Regions from separate parts of the Pan troglodytes genome. Here region 1 is linked to region 2. Evidence: chromatin contacts called from public Hi-C data. All regions are on one chromosome and are shown on one strand. The core of a region is the stretch at or near the end of the contact, and the rest is flanking DNA. Distances in the headings are between cores, read along the strand shown. Region 1 holds the start of ZNF827 (zinc finger protein 827). Region 2 overlaps ZNF827 (zinc finger protein 827).

Evidence for each region. A called contact is a pair of places that touch in the nucleus more often than the background predicts.
Region 1: a contact with region 2 is called in a Hi-C map of stem cell-derived neural progenitor cells, with 2.3 times the contacts expected there. The contact joins the promoter of ZNF827 here to the enhancer-like site in region 2. A contact is called at or near these places in 1 of 7 Hi-C or Micro-C datasets (stem cell-derived neural progenitor cells) and 1 of 1 datasets of contacts at active chromatin or transcription factors (stem cell-derived excitatory neurons).

Annotation. Positions count from the first base shown.
Region 1 is chr3:147,725,682-147,729,775 of NHGRI_mPanTro3-v2.0_pri, reverse strand. It overlaps ZNF827 (zinc finger protein 827), which reads left to right and starts at 2,032. Exons shown (of 14, transcript XM_016952308.4): 1 at 2,032-2,634. The coding sequence starts at 2,592.
Region 2 is chr3:147,657,461-147,661,573 of NHGRI_mPanTro3-v2.0_pri, reverse strand. It overlaps ZNF827 (zinc finger protein 827), which reads left to right. Exons shown (of 14, transcript XM_016952308.4): 5 at 2,279-2,512. Among named protein-coding and RNA genes, the nearest start is that of ZNF827, 68 kb to the left of the region's middle. Within about 2 kb of position 2,158, at least 2 of the 24 cell types and tissues checked have an H3K27ac peak or open chromatin away from gene starts, as enhancers often do. A contact at or near this core is called in stem cell-derived neural progenitor cells, where this site is marked.

The DNA.
Region 1 (4,094 bases), core at 783-3,282, 68 kb before region 2:
AAGGATGGGCTCTAATTTATCATTAATATATTAATTTCAAGTCCAATGTCACCGACAATAGTCAAAATTATGGCAAATTGAATTTGACCTGAGTGGAAAGATAGTTATATTTCAAATTATAATGCAGGGCAACCTAACTACCAGTTTTTTAAAACCAACACTCGAGGAAGAACTGGTTTAAGGATGATGCTCCTTTTTTTTTTTTTTTTTTTGAGATGGAGTCTCGCTCTGTCGCCAGGCTGGAGTGCAGTGGCCCGATCTCGGCTCATTGCAACCTCCGCCTCCCAGGTTCAAGTGATTCTCCTGCCTCAGTCTCCCAAGTAGCTGGGACTACAGGAGTGTGCCACTACGCCCAGCTAATTTTTGTATTTTTAGTAGAGACGGGGTTTCACCATGTTGGCCAGGATGGTCTGGATCTCTTGACCTCGTGATCTGCCCACTTCCGCCTCCCAAAGTGCTGGGATTACAGGATGCTCCATTTTAAACTTGACTGCTCTCTGTTTTGGTTTTAGATTGAATTCATGCAGGTGTTTCAAACCTCGCTTTCAATAGCATTACTTGTTACTGGGAAGCTAGATCTTTTGGGGGGAGTTGGCAGGGAGGGGTTGAACGTGAGATTTCTCTATCAGTGAAAGACATCTTTTGGGAGATACAGCACTCTTTAAGCTTCACTTATAAAAGTGTGCAATATAAAGCCTTATTATTATTTTTAATAAGGCAGGTCAGAATTTAACCCCCATGGCTCTCTTTAACACCACTGAAGTTGTAAGAATTAACTCAACCTCAAAGAGGCATGAGTTATCCATGTAGGCTTATAGAGTGTCATTTTAATGTTCTATGTCTTTACTGTGCCTCCACTTTCTTTGATGAAAAGGTCTATTTAAAAATTGGTAGGAAAATATTTAACATAATAAGATGATGAGTCAGAGTTTTAAAAAAGCTAAAAAGGGAAGATGTAGTTAAATAATGCACCTTTTTATTTTTTAGCTACATCTGACTCATGACATATAATGTATTCTGCTAAGTTCAAAGTTTCCTCTTACAAAGAGAGTTTTATGAAACAACTCTTCTTCAGACCATTTTTATTTCAATTATAGTAGCAGGTTTTGGAGTTTAAATCATTAACAACCTCTGAGTGAACTTTTATCCAAATGACTGCAAGTCACAAAGAGAACAGTCCTCTTTCACCAAGTACCTTTTGTGTTCGAGTGAGACCCGTCCTTTTCTATTTTCCTTCTTTATGTCTCTCTTTGAAGAAAGATGTGTGATTTGTAAGGTAATGAAAGTATGTATCAGTTAATGAAAACTGCTATATTGGGCTCATAATGCACACTGGAATTGCTTCAGGGTAAACTTCATATACCTGCAGTATATAGCAGGGGAAAAAGTGAATTTCCGAAGTAAAGATTGCTGTGTGCACTCTAGGAGTATCACGTAGCAGTTAAAGCAACCATCAGGGGTGACCTAATCTTATTTTCCTCTCTTTGTCAAGTAGCTGTAATGTTCATTTAGGAGCATTTTTCAGTTTTAACTCCAGTGGACACTCCAAAACTGGGCACTTATTCTGTCAACTGTCAACCAAGTTATTGATTCACCATATGTTGTCTTTTCATTTTTTTTAAATTAGTTTTTTTGGAATGTTTTTGAAGAGTGTGTGGGAGACGATAACCTCCAGATTTAAGGTGATGGGGTAGGGACAAAAGCCTGCAGAATTTCATACAGAACAAAATGTAGCTTAATAAACAAAAGAAAGTTAAGAGAGAAATTTATTTCCTTTTTAAAAATCAGTAAAATAATGAACTAATCGTTGTTTAAAGAGTGGGAAAAACTTTTTTCCCCCTAGATTTGGTGACTAGCGGGATAAATTTGAAGAACTCCATCCCACCCCCGCACGCGCGCCCCCCATTCTTTCCAGACAGAGCGGTTGTAAATCCGAGGCTGAGTCCGCCCTGGGAGCCTTGGGGCACCTTCCTCTTTGCTCTGTGTGTGTGTGTGCGTGCGTGTGTGTGTGTAGCTCTCGCTCTTTCCCTCAGTCTGTGCCTCTGTGTGTGTGTGAGTGTGTGTGTGTGACAGAGAGCGAGAGAGAGAGCGCGAGAGGAGAGAGAGCGAGAAAGAGAGAGAGAGAGCAAGAGAGCGAGCTGTGAGCTGTGCTGCCGCCGCCGCTGCCCTTTGATCCCGACATTAGTGTTAGGGGCTCGGAGACACAGAGCGCGGCCATAGACACCGCCGCACTGGCACTCATTTATTTATACCTCCCATCACACACGCGAGCATAGGACACACACACACTCACACCTATTAGATCCGTTTCCATTGAAGAATATTACGCTCGGGGACAAGCCAGGTGCACGACCAAAAATTTAAAAAAAAAAAAAAGGAAAAAAGAAAGGAAAGAAAAGAAGAAAACCCCTCTTCTGGCTCCAGGAAACAAGCTTCAACCCATTGCACACACCGGAGAAGGGGTTTCCCCCTGCCCGCCCGCCCGCCCCCCAACTACCTCCCCGCTCCTGCCAGTGTCTGCCTCTCTGCCCCCACGGGGGTTTATTTGATCTCACATTAACCAAGGAGGAGAATGTGAGAAAAGGGGGAAAATGCCCAGGAGGAAGCAGGAGCAGCCCAAGCGCCTTCCCTCACGTAAGTCATCCCTTCTCCACCTCCTCTCGTGCCATTTTCTCGCCCTCCCTCTCCTCTTTCCCCTCCGCAGCCTCCTCCGTTGTTTTCTGCATTAGTTTAGGGTTACAGAGGTGAAACTAACAAAGACACAGCCCGGGTTACTCCTCGTTTAGGTCTATGCTGAGGCAGCCATGTTGGTGATGATCAGCCCCGTGCCCTTTCTATTCTCTCTCTCTTTTTCTTTCTTTCTCTCACCCCCCCCCTCTTTTTTTCCTTGAGATTGGGCTTTTTTTTCCCTTTCCCTCCCCTTCCCCCTCCTCACTCTGGGTTGCTGGGGGGAGGGGGCAAGAGAAGGGAGGAGGGGAGTAGTGTGGATGCCGGGGGTTTTATCGGGGGTTTGGTGGGGGGAGGTGGGAGAGGTTGGAATCTTAAAAAAAAAAATTCCTTGTGGATTCCGGCGCCTGAGGGTGCGGGGGTCGGGGCGCGCGGAGGGCTGGGGGCCGTGACATGGCGTTTGGGGGTGTCAGGGAGAGGGCGCGCAGCAGCCGCCGGGTACAGGATCCAGGGAGAGGTCCGTCCCTGGCTAAAGGTTGCGCCGGGGTTGGTCGGCCCCCGAGCCGCCGGCGGCAGCGGCGGCGGCGGCTGGAGCAGGAGGAGGCGGAGGTGGAGGAGGCGGCGGCGGAGGAGGGGAGTCGGGGGCGGGCGAGGCGGGAGCGGCTGGGGAGGGTGTAGGGGCACCGCACACAAACACACGGGTACACACGCGCCGCCGGGCGGCTGCTCCCGCGGCGCCGAGGCGAGGGGGCGCGCCGGGGCGCGGGGCGGCCGGGCGGGGGGCGAGGCCGGGCAGCGGCGGGCGGATGTGGGGTGCGGGAGCTGCGCCGAGGCGAAGGCAGGAGGCAGGGCGGCTCGCGGCGCGCGAGGTCCCTGCAGAGCGGAGGGGAGGGAGGAGCAGGGCTCCTGGCCGCAATAAAATGCGGGGTCAGTCGGAGCAGACGGAGCCGGGCGAGACTCGGGCTCTCAGACCCCCTCCTTGGCGAGCCTGAGCAGAGTCCAGGACTAAAGTGCATCACAGCCCTCCCCGGCGGCAGCCACACACGCCAACTGGAGACACACACCCGCCGGCACGGCCCGGTCCCCTTCCCCTCCTCCACCCGCGCCCCCGGTCCCTCTCCGCCCGCCCTCCGGCTTTTCTTTGCGCGACTCTTAACTTTTCCCCCACTCCCTCTCCAGCTCCCCCCAACCCCCCAGTCTTTCTCCGCTTTGAGTGTTTCGAGATGCTGCTAAAGCTAAAAGTGAAGGAGAAAGAAGCAACTAAAAATATCCCCCGGGGCCGCCCGGCTCCTTGAATGCAGGGAAGAGGGGGCAGGGGAGAAGGCGTGGGGCGGGGTGACGGGGAGGAGGGGACGCGGGAGGCGCCGGAGGGAGGGGTCGGGGGAGACGGAGGGTCAATTTCTCTTCTCTCCCCCCACACTACTCCC
Region 2 (4,113 bases), core at 909-3,408:
ATTATAGGTGCATGCCACCACGTCTGGCTTATTTGTATTTTTAGTAGAGATGGGGTTTCACCATGTTGGCCAGGCTGGTCTCAAACTCCTGACCTCAAGTGATCTGCCTGCTTCAGCCTCCGAAAGTGCTGGGATTACAAGCATGAGCCACCGCACCCAGCCATAAATTGTTAACATAATAAATTTTAAAAACCATATAGCATGTGATTAGTCTGTTAAACTAAATACTGCATAACAAAATGCCACAGACTGGATGACTTAAATAACAGATTTATTTCTCTGTTCTGGAGGCTGGAAGCCTAATATCAAGGTGTCAGCAGGTTTGGTTTCTCCTGAGGCCTCTCTCCTTGTCTTGCAGACGGCCGCCTTCTCACTGTGTCCTCGTGCAGACTTTCCTCTGTGTGCGTGCATCCCTGGTGTCTCTCTCTCTCTCTCTTCTTATTCTTCTGGTTCTTTAATGGAACCAGTCACAATGCATTAGGGCTCCACTCTTATGACCTCATTTAACCTTAATTACCTCCTTCGAGGTCCTACCTCCAGGTATATTCCACACTGGCAGGTTAGGGCTTCAACATATGAAGGGACACAATTGAGTCCATAACAGTAGGTTATTAGGTAATAAGTATTTGGAGGGAAAAATGAAAGTTAGATCAGGGTAAGAGAGGTTGGGAGGACTGTGAAGGTGGTGATTACAGTTTTGAACAGGATGATCAGAGTAGACCTCACTGAGCAGGTAGTATTTGAGCCGATTGGAAGGTCAAGTATTTTCAAGTTTTGTTACAATACACAGACCAGAAGTGGAGGTGGTGCGGTGGAGGCAGGTAAGGGACACAGCAGGGGAAGCCCATGGACTTAGGTTCTGGTCCCAGCTCTGCATCTTTCTGGTAGTGAAACTTCCAGATAGTTGTTTGGGCTTCTGGGGTTCAGTTTCCAAATATGCTGGTCTGTGTGAACTTGTGATTCCAGAATGCATATTCTTACAGGGGTATGAGATGGAAAACAGACTTTGTGCTTGAGTATTGGCTTGGAGTAGGTGGTAGGTAAGGGGTGATAGATGTTTGCTTTGGGGATTTATTTTTATCTTTTTGTCTGTTAAGATGGAATGGACTTAAGGCTCATTCTAATAAGTGTTTCTAAGAATCCTGTATTAGGATGAGATCCTCTTTCTCAAAAGATGGACACAATCAGTGTAATCAATCCTAAGTTCCTACCTCATGGACTCTTAAAGGGAGTGAGATGCCTGTGAAAGTGAAGAGTAGTAGGAAGAGGGTGCTTGTCTCTTCCTTTGTGGTCTTTCCTGGGTAGTATGTAGCCCAGTGGGGAAGGCCTGGTACAGTGTGGCTGAGCCACAGAATCCATCCCATAATAGGCCAGTTAGCTCTATCCTGACCACACACTCCACAGCAACCAACCATGCTAAAAATGGAAAAAGGACATTAGTGGAAAAACTGGTGAAATCTGAATAAAATCTAGAGTTTAGCTCATAGTAATGTGAATTTCTTAGTTCTGACAAATGTACCATGGTTATGTAAGATGCTAACATTAGGGAATTCTGGGTGAAGGATATATGGGAACTCTTGGAACCATCTTTGCAACTTCTCTGTAAATCTAAAATTATTCCAAAATAAAAACTGTTCTTTAAAAAAAAAAAGGCCATTTTGGACTCAGTGATGACTTGGACTACAGACATGGATTTATCACCATAATCAGAAGAACAGTGCTAAGTAAATGCCCCACTGTTTATGGATCAGTAGTGTCGTCTTTTAATGAGGCAAGAGTGGTCTCTCTCTAGTCTGAGCTTTTCTGTTTGGCAAATTCTCCATCCTCACCTTACCATTGCACCCCAGGTTTTTGCTTTGGGTACTGCCTCTGACTCATGTTTGTATTCAATATCTTATGGCAGAATAATTGCCTGAAAGCATTATTTCATAATAGGATTAGGTGGGGAGAGTGCTAATAAGTCAGGGAGGCAATGGCATACACAGGAAACAAGACGTCTAGGGAAACCAAAGAGAAAATGCCCAGAAACTTTGTAGAGGTAGCACTTCTTAAAATATTATAGGTTCAAAAGATTCAGAAGCCCACACTCCTCAGAGTTGTAGGCCCATGGAGTGTATTGTGTGGTTCTGCCCAGGGCCCAGCCTGTTCTGATGAGGTTGTGATCCCTCCGGTTGTTAGCACAGTGTGATTGTGCATTCCATACTTCGTGAAGTACCAGGGCAGCTAAGGAGGGGAGTGGCCTTTTATGTATATATAATCCCTTTTTTTCTTTTGACAGCTGCAAATCAGAAGGAGCCCATGAATCTTAATTTTAAAGTGAAAGAGGAGCCTAAGGAAGGGGAGTCCCTAAGCACGACTTTGCCTCGGTCCAGCTATGTGTTCAGCCCGGAATCTGAAGTGTCAGCCCCAGGCGTCTCTGAGGATGCACTAAAGCCCCAGGAAGGGAAGGGAAGTGTGCTAAGGCGGGATGTGTCAGTCAAAGCAGCCTCTGAACTTCTCATGAAACTCTCAGGTACTTGATTTATTCTAAAATATTCACATTCTGATAGTTTCACTTGCAGGCCAACTGGACTGCTTCCTGCATGGGTTATAATTAACCCAATGGCAGCAATATCGCATTATTGCTGTGAATTCAAAGAACGATCAGATTACTTGGCTTAAATTCCTGTGTTGTGTGTGAGTTTGTTTGTGTATATTAGCTGTGTACCTATCTTATTAAATACAACCTTTTCCTGACTATCACTGCAAATTGTTGGAAACCACTGCTGCTTTCTAAGGTGATATAGGCCATAATTTTAAATGGGTTCTAATGGTGTTCAAAGGTCTTCTGCTAACTGATCAAAATATCTATTCTTTCCTAATAGAGGACCTGGCATTTTGTGTGTATTTATACTACACTCTTTAAGCACCATTACAAATATTTTTCTTAACTTCATAAGCATTTGAGATGGCACTTGAAGTAATTACCAATAGAGTGGCAATAAGAGATTTTATGGATAGAGAATTTTATAATGGAATATTACAATAATTAATCTGTTCTTAAGATTAATGAATCATTCTTTACTAGCATCTAAATGTAATCTCAGCATATTAAATGTAGGGAAAATAGCTTATAATTTGAAATTCATATAGTCTGGATTTTCTTCCACGTCATCTCCTATCTGCCCTGTCCTCTCTGAAACAGGTAAAAACATAATGTCTTTTCAATTCAAAGATAGGACTTTCAGAACATGGAAAAAAAAGGTAATATCAATAATAATACTTGTCAAGTCATATCCCATCCTTAGTTCATTACCTCTTAAGCATAATTTTTAGAAACGATATTTAAAATGCTAATATGAATCAAAAGCTGTTTTTAGTTTGGAACTTGCTGTGCTTGGAGAATGAAAGCAAGAAATGCATTAGAGAGACTCCTTTAAGACCTGTAATTTCATCAGCAGTTCTGACTGTGTTTCTGGTTGACTAGTGGGTTGGAAAGTAAGAAATTAACAGTGATTTACTTAGTCGTTATATCAGAACAGTTGAAATTCCTGTACTTACCAGTTGGTGGGGTTAAAAATTCTTTTCTTTGATGTTAATTCAAAGCACATTGGAAGTTCAAGGTAACATGATTTGTTATAAATAAAGCATAATGCAATCATTACATTCTTATCATAGCTCCGTCTTCCTAAACTTTGCAGAGATAGTGCAGTACCTCCTATGCAGATGAGAGGTCTAGTAAGATTGTACTATTTGCTATTATAAAAGCTGAATATTTTTATAAAGGATGTTCAAGTGAACACATTTTTTGTATATTTGAACTCTCCTTCCTGTGTTAAATGATGCAGAGTAATCCATTTGTTGTTTTCTGATAAATTCAAAGAGGTCACACAGCTCTGATTCTTCCCCCATAGCATACACTTTCACATTCCAGTGACTTGAAGTCTTAACCAACAGTGACCCCTGTCTCCCTCCTTATGGTCAGATTCCAGTATATAATATTTCTAGTTCAGAGTTTGCTGTGCAGCAGGTATTGTAAGCAGAAGAGACTCGGGTAGCACCAAAAGATAATATGCAAAAAATGAGATTTCAAGAGTGATGTTCTTTAAGGAAAAATATTTTATCTTAATCCTT